Linked DNA regions of Sus scrofa: region 2 is linked to region 1. Evidence: chromatin contacts called from public Hi-C data. All regions are on one chromosome and are shown on one strand. The core of a region is the stretch at or near the end of the contact, and the rest is flanking DNA. Distances in the headings are between cores, read along the strand shown.

The links. A called contact is a pair of places that touch in the nucleus more often than the background predicts.
Region 2: a contact with region 1 is called in a Hi-C map of fetal skeletal muscle, with 2.4 times the contacts expected there. The contact joins the enhancer-like site here to the promoter of ELOVL5 in region 1. A contact is called at or near these places in 7 of 47 Hi-C or Micro-C datasets (embryonic fibroblasts, epiblast stem cells, fetal skeletal muscle and 3 more).

What each region holds. Positions count from the first base shown.
Region 1 is chr7:46,929,867-46,934,629 of Sscrofa11.1, forward strand. It overlaps ELOVL5 (elongation of very long chain fatty acids protein 5), which reads right to left and starts at 3,079. Exons shown (of 8, transcript XM_021098831.1): 1 at 2,914-3,079.
Region 2 is chr7:47,041,423-47,046,301 of Sscrofa11.1, forward strand. No RefSeq gene overlaps it. Among named protein-coding and RNA genes, the nearest start is that of ELOVL5, 110 kb to the left of the region's middle. Within about 2 kb of position 2,354, at least 48 of the 83 cell types and tissues checked have an H3K27ac peak or open chromatin away from gene starts, as enhancers often do. A contact at or near this core is called in epiblast stem cells, fetal skeletal muscle, liver and 1 more, where this site is marked.

The sequences.
Region 1 (4,763 bases), core at 1,829-4,328:
AAAGGGTAAACTAACTCAGGAAGTCCTTTGGAATCAGAAACTATGTCATTCAACTTTGTATACAACCCCCTCCCCCGCCCCCAACAAACACACACAGAGTACATGCCCCAAAACTCACGAGTCAATATATTAAAAAAAAGATGAATCAAATGTGGGAATAGACTACACAGATCTGAAAAATGGCAAACTGTTAATCCTGGATGGCTTGAAGATGGACCTTTAATCATGATGTTAGATTTTTAAGTTACAGAGTAACATAAATGGCACAGAGCCAACTGAACAAATTCAAGCAGCACGAGGACAAAGGAGTAGGTACAACACAGGAGATAGAGCTCTGTGAATCTGGACAGCTCAACTGTCATCTTGGGCCTTAGTTAGTTCTCAATTCTTTAAAAAAAAAAAGGCAGGGACTAGCACTTCTCATAGGGTGGCTGTAAGAATTATGCCTGGAAAGCAACTACTTACTAATAAGGAAGGTGCTCACATCAGTAACACCTGAAACTGAAGGCATGCAGAGAGAGACCTGTTTATGGGTAACTAATGGAAAGATCAGTAACAAGAGTTGGTAGGCACAAAGGAAGAATTAAAAATAATTACAAAATTTCTTAGGGAAGAAGAAGAATGTAGCAAGAAAGAAGTAAAAGCATCACTCACCCTCTTCACTATCTACTTAGGCATCCAATTCACCCTAAAGGAAGGGAAACAGTTTTGCCTTGATTTGAATAATTCAAGTGGGAAACCCAAGGATTGATTCTTACCTCTAGGAAGAGGAGGATAATCAGTAGTTATGCTGAGAGGAAAAGAGGAGGCAGTGGGAAAAAAGATCCTTGCAAATATCCAAAAATTAAGAATGCTGACCCTTCCCACCCCATCCCCCCAAAAAAAGAAAAAGGAAGCTCAGTTGATCCCAGGGAAAGTGATAACACCTCATTTTCAAAGGTGGGTTTGAAGGGAGACTGGGATTAGTGTCTGTGAAAACCTAGTTTTGACTATTTTCCCAGTTATTTGAGATTCTCCAGCTTTATCCTTGGCCACATCCCCTAAATGTCACTTCCCCTTTCCCAAGAAGAAAAATAAGTGAAGAAACCTTTACCAAACCACCATTTGACAAGCCCCATGCTGGGCACTTTCAATTGTATCATCTCTTGGAATCCCTGACAATTCTGCAACATGAAACCCCCAATTACAAACAAAGAAATTGAGTCAAGGCAGGGAGGACAGTGTCTGAAGTTATGAAGTGCTTTTCTTGAAAAAGTCTGACCATCAAACCTTAATACACTTTCTACTTTCACTTTTCAACGGAGTTCTGTTCTATATTCTGTAAAACTAGCCATCTGTAATCATCAGTAACATTCTCCCTCGCCTTCAGTTAGAAACAGAAAACAAGTGCAAAAAAGAGAAACGGTACAGAAAAAAGTTGCTGGCAATGAGAAATTACAATCTGGGGCAAGAATCTAAAAGGGACATTAGTGACATTTCTCTTTCAAGTATGGAGCTTTCCCTGGAGAATCCCAGGCAGCTTGTGAACAGGCTAAAAAAGGGATCTGCTTGTGCCAAAGCGCAGATGAAAAGTTACTGTTCGTCCACAGCCATCGAATGCAAACTGGCTGTGTCCATCCATATCATTAGACTGCACCAAATGCTGCTGGCAGAGTGGTGCAAGCAAAACAAGTGCAAACCAGCACTTTATCTCTGGAGTGGTCAGGGGAACAAGTTACCAAACCTAACAGGGAACTTTAGCTCTTCCGTACTACCCTATAAGGCACTTCCTGCCACGGTCCCTCTATTAAAGAATTAAGGCAGCTCGCTCCTCACCATTCTATCGCCGCATCCCTAGATTCTGTAGCCCAGCCAATAAATCATGCACTGGATTCTTCCATACGGGACCCCCCCACCCCCAACCCCAAAGGGGGCCAAATGCATTCTCCAAATTTGCAATCAGGAAACCGGGGGAGCTGAGCTGAACTCCAATCGTGGGCAGGAGAAACCACCAGCCTTCTTAAACTGCAAGGACATGGAACCCAAAGGTTGCAAGATAGTTTAAAAGAATAGCTCTTGCTCCAGGCACAACTCCCTCCACCCCTACACTGGCGGGTGGGGGCTGAGTCTTATCTGCCTGTAAGCTGTAAAAGGGCACTTTTCCCTACCACTAGCAGCAGACACAACCCCAGGGCTTCCTCGGCAGCTAGCCGCTCCAGTCCGCGCCCCGCCGCCTCCGCGCCGGGGACTCCAGCAAGGGCCGCCCAGGAGGGTCTTGAGTCCCCGCCCCAGCGCTTCCCCACCAGCCCCAGCCTCTTCGAGAACGGAGGGCTATAGTTATCTGGTTTTAATAAAAATCGAAGCGGTCCCCGGCTGGCGGGCTTCCCTCCGAGGAACAGAGGCGGGAAGGGAAGAGAGAAAAGGAAAGGCCGGTGGGGCCGAGGACCAACCAGCGCCGCGACCCCGCAGTCCCTCAGAGGTTCTCCCCGCTCACCCGGGTTTTGTTCTCCCCCGAGGAAGCGCGATCGCTCTCGAGGCGCTTCCCTGGACCTCCAGCCGCGCGTTCATCCCGCCCAAACAAGCGAACCCGAGCGCAAGAGCCCACCCGCCCTACCTCCCAGTGGCGCCCAGGGTGCGTTCCCGCCGCGCCCGTCAGCGTGCTCACTGCTGGCGGCTTCTACCGCCAAACAGGTGAGACAGCATCTCGCGGAAACTCCCGAGGCTCCCGAACAGCTCTCCCCACGCCCAGGAGCGGGCCGAGGAGACCAGGCTCCCCCGCCACGCGGGCGCAGCGCGGGCCATGCTCGCAGCGGCTAGTGCTCATCGGGTTCGGGACCTAACGGCGGGTTGCAGCCCTCAGTCCCGGGCGCGCGCCGGCACGGGTGTCATGGCCGAGAGGCGGCCGGGAGAAGTTTCCCAGAGCCGCCCGCTTACCTCTTAGCCCAAGGGCGGCGGCGGCGGCTCCCAGAAGCGGCGAGGCGGTGGCTGCAGCGTGGGGAGCCAGCAGAGCCGGGAGGAGGCAGGAGGGAGGCACGGCCAGCAGGAGCCGCCGCGATGGGAAGAGGAAGGCGCTGGGTATCTACAATCAGAACGTGGGCTGACCGTGACGTCACAATGGCGCGGCCAGCCAATCGCCGCCCGGAGGCCGAATCAAGCGCTATGATGTCATGCGACCCCGGAGCCAATCGCGAGACAATAGAACTTTCGTGATTGTAAATTCCAGAATCCGATGCTGTGGGGCGCCGTGGCCGGGGTTGGTCCCCTCGGGTTCACGTGTCTCTGGGCAATTTTATCCCCTTTCTTCCTAATAAGCCTGCGTGGAACGCAGAGCCTGCGCAATAGAAGCAGTGAAGTTCCCGATGCCCTGAACTCTGATTCTCTCAGTGCCAGGCGTGGCAGGGTTTTGTAGCCGCTTTTGGGTGGCAGAAGCCCACTCGAGTGCATTCTCCTCGCCGGTTCTGGAAGGCCGCCAGTTCTCCTTGGTTTGAACTGTAAGGGTTAAATGCCTACGGAGACCACCGGAGCGAACAAGATGGGACAACCACAAAAAAACGCACAAAACTGATGCTGAGGGTTAACTCCCAGGTGGTAGATTCACCGTGATTTTTCTTAGATTCTTTTTTTTTCCTTAGTGATCACTACCAACTCCATTTCTACTTAAGACTTTTTGTAGAAGGAGGAATGGTGGTGGAGAAGTGAAATTCGTCTCTTCAGCTAGACAAATTTAAGCATGTAAGACAAAGTGCTTTGTGCTCAGGGCACAAGTAGAAGATCCTTGTTTTTCATTGATACTTGGATAATTTGAGGCCTTCATCATCCTAGTATTCTATGCTCTCTCCATAGGAAGCCGCTGAAATTAAGCCTTTCTCTTTGTGCCATCTGGTTATGGTTCTGTTACCCCATGTTCACAGACCCAACACCATCCACCATTTAATGTAGGCAAATTTATTCTTTCATAAATTTGCAATGTAATGTTTATCATGTGCCAGCTGTGTACCAGGCACTGGGCCATTGCAGTAGGAATACAGTGTACAAACTATATACAAATCAGATAATGTAAACATATACAAGTAATTAAGATTTTTAACAGCCACTTGCCATTCAACACCACAAGCACTGAATGACTTAAGTTTGTCAGAATGAATATATATTTATATATTTGTATTTGTTTGTTTGTTTTTTGCTGAAGTTCGCCCACCAAGGATCAAACCTGCACCAGACGCAGTGGTTAACGAATCCGACTGGGAACCATGAGGTTGAGGGTTCGATCCCTGCCCTTGCTCAGTGGGTTAAAAGATCCAGAGTTGCTGTGAGCTGTAGTGTAGGTCACAGACGAGGCTCAGATCCTGAGTTGCTGTGGCTCTGGCATAGGCCAGTGGCTACAGCTCCGATTCGATCCCTAGCCTGGGAACCTCCATATGCCGCAGGTGCGGCCCTAGAAAAAGGACCAAAAATAAATAAATAAACAAACAAACCAACCTGCGCCAGAGCAGCCACCCAAACCACTGCAGTGACAACGCTGCATCCTTAACCCATTGAGGCATACAGGAACTCCAGTTTGTCAGATATTATGCTAGGTATTAGAAATAAAAGACTGCAAAGTTCCCCTCCTCCTTTTAAATGATAGTCGGAAACAACTACCGTCAGAGTGGTAAATGATGCAGTGGAAACTAAGATACACAGGTAACTAAGAACTTTCTGTGAGAGGCATGTGGAAAGCGTATGCCAGAGGCATAGATGAATTGGGCACAAGTATCTCCTTCTTACAGTTCAAGGACAGAGTC
Region 2 (4,879 bases), core at 1,104-3,603, 110 kb after region 1:
TAAGTGGGAACCAGCTAAAGGGCTGTGTCTATGCTCCCTCAATTCAGTATACAGAATATATGACTGAGCACAAATTTCCAAGCCCATCCTCTGACCATGAATATCTAGATTTCTGACAGGGCCAACCAGCAACACATTTGGCTGGCTTCTGGTCACCATTCCCTTTATTAAGTACATTACTTAACTATCTGAAGAGAGAATTTATCAACACAACAGATATAAGAAAATACTATCTATAAGGTTCCAAAAACGCATAACAGATAAAAAGGAATATTTTTCTCTGAAAATATAGTAATAATAAAAGGAAGACTAGACCCAGGGTTGTTTAAATAAAGTGGCCCAATAATCCACATCTACACATAAAAACATGTACTCACAAAGTCCAATTTTAGAGCTAAGTTTCATGAAATCTGTAATAGGTGATTTTGTCATGCGAATGAGAGAGGGTAGGGTAGGAAAAAGCAAGGGAGAGGGGAGGGGAGAAGAGAAAAGAGCAGGAAAATGCCTCACTAAGGCCAGTATAACCAAGATATCACAGTTGGGCAGGAACACAAGAAAACAGAATTAGAGGCTACTCTACCTAGTCAATACAATTTGAAGAAAAATTCAAATATGATATGGCAGTTACAAACTTGAAAACAAAAATAAGCTATACCTTTACTCCAATAGATACAAAAAAGTATTCAATATGATTATTTCCGAGCACATTCACGATTCAAACAAAATCTTAGCAAACTGATTGTAAAGGGGTAATAGTTTTCATTCATAAAGGATGTGTAACACAAGCAAGAGTGATCGGAAATCAAGAGTGAAATCCATCACAGTACAAGGCGGGAGATAAATAAAGAGCTCATCTCAAATAGATTTGTTTTCTGTAGCACTTGGGACTGTGAAGATTCAGCTGAGGGGACGGAAACACCACAGGGTCAGAATACCTGGGCTGCCTGACAGTTCCTACTTTCACCTCCCAAGCACCTCAGTAGCCCAGCCTAGAAGCAGCCTCCCTACCTCCTCTCTCTAAACCCTGAACTAGCAAGGGAAGGACCCACTGGAAGTGCCGTCTATTTTCCAGTTTGAAATGATCACTTCTTACTGAGTAAAAATCAGCTTGTCCATTATTTGAAACAATACCAACAAAAAACTAAAAACAGATGCTTAAAACACCAGAGGATGACACTATTTCATTAACATGAATGCAGAAAAAAGACACAGGCTGCATTTTTTTATCTGTTTACCAGGCAAAGTGTTTACTCCTTGAGTAAGAGAAACCACAGGAAGTCCAGAAAAAAAATATGGGGTGCTTTGAGACAATTTTCAAATTGTTTTCTTTTTTTCTTTTAAGTGGGTCACAGTTTCTCAAAAGGGACTCCTGATAAGATTCTTCTGATGACTGGACAGTCTGAACATCCTGTTCCACTCCTGGTTCTGTCCCAACCTGGGTGAGCCTGGAGAAGTCACCTGTCCTCTCAAACTCAGGACCACCTCACCATCCTGAGACTCAGAGGTTCCTGTTCTGTGTGTTTAATGTAGGTGCCCATACCCATGTCAGGAGAGAGTCCTGAGGCCTATGTAAACCACCCCATGAAAAGAAGTGTCATCTACATTCAACAGCAGTTAACACTTTTTGGGGGTTAGTACCTCGCACTTTACTAACTCCCTGTGTGACACCATATCTGGAGCTCCCTGCTGAGCTAGTGATTAGGGTTTCAATCTCTGGCCTGGGAACTGAGATTCCACATTGAGCCCTTGCAAGCTGAGGCGCGCGGGGGGAGGGGGGGGGGATCAGCACATGGAATACTCAGGTAAGACAGACGACATTCACAGCCTCCTTTTCAGACCACTGACCTGACTCTCCCGCAGGTTACTTCTTTGGCCCAAGGTCACAGATTACACAGCAGTAAACGATCACAGCAACGCCGGATCCAGAGCAGCGCTGCTCCGCAGACCCCATCACGCCCTCTCCTCCAGCCGACCGCCAGCGCTATTGTGGAACTTTTCCTCCCACTGCAACCCCCTTGCCCCGCAAGGCAGCAGGCAGGGCCGGACACTCGGTCCCCATACTAGTCATGCGCTAGCTCCTAACGGGTCTCCGATACACCCGCCCCCAGACCACGGGGCAGCAACACGGATCCCCCGCCCACCTTCCCCTGGCGAGGTCCAGGCCAGACCCGGGTATTGCGGGGTCCCGCCGCGTGGGAGGGCGTCCGGAGACGTCTCGTTTCTGCCTCCGCCGCAAGAACACGGCTCTCAGCAAACCTCGAGGTCCACTGCAGAGCCCGCTGCTAGTTAACTGGCCAAGACCTAGAGGTTCCAGGATTTCGGGATGAGGCTTGTGAAGGCGGAAGGAAGAGGCGGGGCCCAGGTTGCACATGCGCAGAGGGAGGTCTTAAAGACCCCACCCCCCACCCCCCAGGCTGTTAGAGCTGGAGAGTGCGTCGTCGGAGTTCCTTTCCAGCCCCATCTCCCAACCCCTGTGATTTTTGAATCAAGTAATCTGTTTAGTGCGGCTGGATAGAAATGCAAGAGAAATGCTCGTCCTAGGGCCTTGGGTGCCCTGAGATCCAGGGTCACACTGTAGATCTTAGACCGGTCCCATCCCTGTCTTATATGGGGGTTCCAGGCAAAAGCTGGGAAACGTCATGGCTGAAATCAGATTTTCCAAATTACTAAAGCCTTTTAATCTTAAAAAAAATGTCCTCCTGGAGTTCCCTTCCTGGCGCAGCGTAAACGAATCTGACTAGGAACCATGAGGAAGCAGGTTCGATCTCTGGCCTCGCTCAGTTGGTCAAGGATCCCGTGTTGCCTTGAGCTGTGATGTAGGTCGCAGAGGCGGCTCAGATCAGGGGTTGCTGTGGCTGTGGTGTAGGCTGGCAGCTGTAGCTCTGATTAGACCCCCTACCCTGGAAACCTCCATATGCCGCGGGTGTGACCCTGAAAAGACAAAAAAAAAAAAAAAAAAGAAGAAAGAAAGAAAGAAAATGTCCTCCTAATTGAATAGAATTTTCTAATTAACCTACTTGGCAACATGCGGGCTTCTTTTGTGAAGGACAAATAGTGTTTTGCTTTTTTTTTTTTTTTTTCCTCAAAAGTGAGCTCACCGGTTTAGTCATAATCAAACTTTTTTCTTTTTCTTTTTTTGTCTTTTTAGGGCCGCACCCGCGGCATATGGAGGTTCCCAAGCTAGGGGTCAAATCAGAGTTGCAGCTGTCCGACTACATCCCAGCCACAGCAATGCCAGATCCCAGCTTCGTCTGCAACCTACACCACAGCTCACAGCAACGCTGGATCCTTAACCCAGTGAGCAAGGCCCAGAATCATACCTGCGTCCTCATGGATACTAGTCAGACTCTTCTCTGCTGAGCCACGATGGGAACTCCCAGACTTCCTTTTTCATTTAGTGCAGTATTGAAATCAATCAGAGCCCTGCAGGGCCCTGCTAGAAACAAGTCTTACCTCATCCCCTCCTGCCCTTTGGAAATTCGGATTGGGAAGGGGCAGAACTCAGAAACAAAGGAGCAGTCAAGAAACCATAGTGCCCCTATAAAGCAAGAGACCTTATTCCTCCAGAGGGGATATGCATAATAAAATAGCTTTGTGTTCTTCCTCAGAAAGGCTCCCACTCACACGGAGAATGATAAACTTCATTTTTTATTTTTATTTTTTGTCTTTTCTGGGGCTGCACCCTTGGCATATGGAGGTTCCCAGGCTAGGGGTCTAAATCAGAGCTGTAGCCGCCAGCATACACCACAGCCTAGCAAAGCTGGATCTGAGCCGCGTCTGCAGCCTACACCACAGCTCATGGCAATGCCGGATCCTTAACCCACTGAGTGAGGCCAGGGATCCAACCCGCAACCTCATGGTTCCTAGTTGGATTCGTTAACCACTGAGCCATGTCCGGAACTCTGAGAATGGTAACTTCAGATGGAGCCAACATTCCTGACATTCACAGGGTCCCCACCAATCAAAGTCAAGCACCCTGCAGTCTGTGAACTGATACTTGGCACTTGCCATCAGGCTCTACCTGGATTAAATTATGAGCCACTGCAGCTGCAGACCCACAGCACCTCCTGAGCAGAGCTCAGGGTGAGAATCAGGAGTGAGGCACTCTGTGCTCTGGGAAAACTGGAACAACAGGTCTCGAAATAGCCAGATATTAGTAGGAGAAGATTTTATGTGCCCAATTCTTGCTTCTCCTCATATAGAGAAAAACACTAAAATCCTCCATGGTGATGTCTGTTCCTTGTGACTTTCAGGAGATCAGCAACAGACTTCTGTAACATGTGTGTGTGCATGCATCTCCCCCTCAATTTTATAATATCCTGATATTCCCCACTTCGGGGTGCTATTTCAGAGTTATCTGAAATACTGCCACCCAGGCAGTAGTGAAGGATAAAACAAAGAATGTCCTGATCGTCTGTGAACGCAGTCACCTCCAAGGGTGAGAGCCGGTGAGTCCTGCAGGTTGTGAACTCTAGATACCTGCCCTGACAGCAGAGATGCATATCAAAGGAATGATTTCAGTGAGCTCAGGTCTCTTTTGTTCCCACTCCCTGGCCTTTGTTGCAAAAACTCCTATATATCCTAGCTCCTCCCTCACCGCCTTGGAGCAGTTTCTCAGAGCTACCTGAGATGCTGTCTCCAGGGCTTAAGTACTAATTTTGCAATTTTTTTGCTTTTTTTTTGGGGGGGGGCCGCACTCATGGGATATGGAGGTTCCAGGTTAGGGGTTGAATCTGAGCTATAGCTGCCGGCCTACACCACCGCCACAGCAACACAGGATCCCCAACCCCACTGAGTGAGGCCAGGGATTGAAACCCCATCCTCATGGATCCTAGCTGGGTTCGTTAACCACTGAACCAGGAAGGGAACTCCCAATACT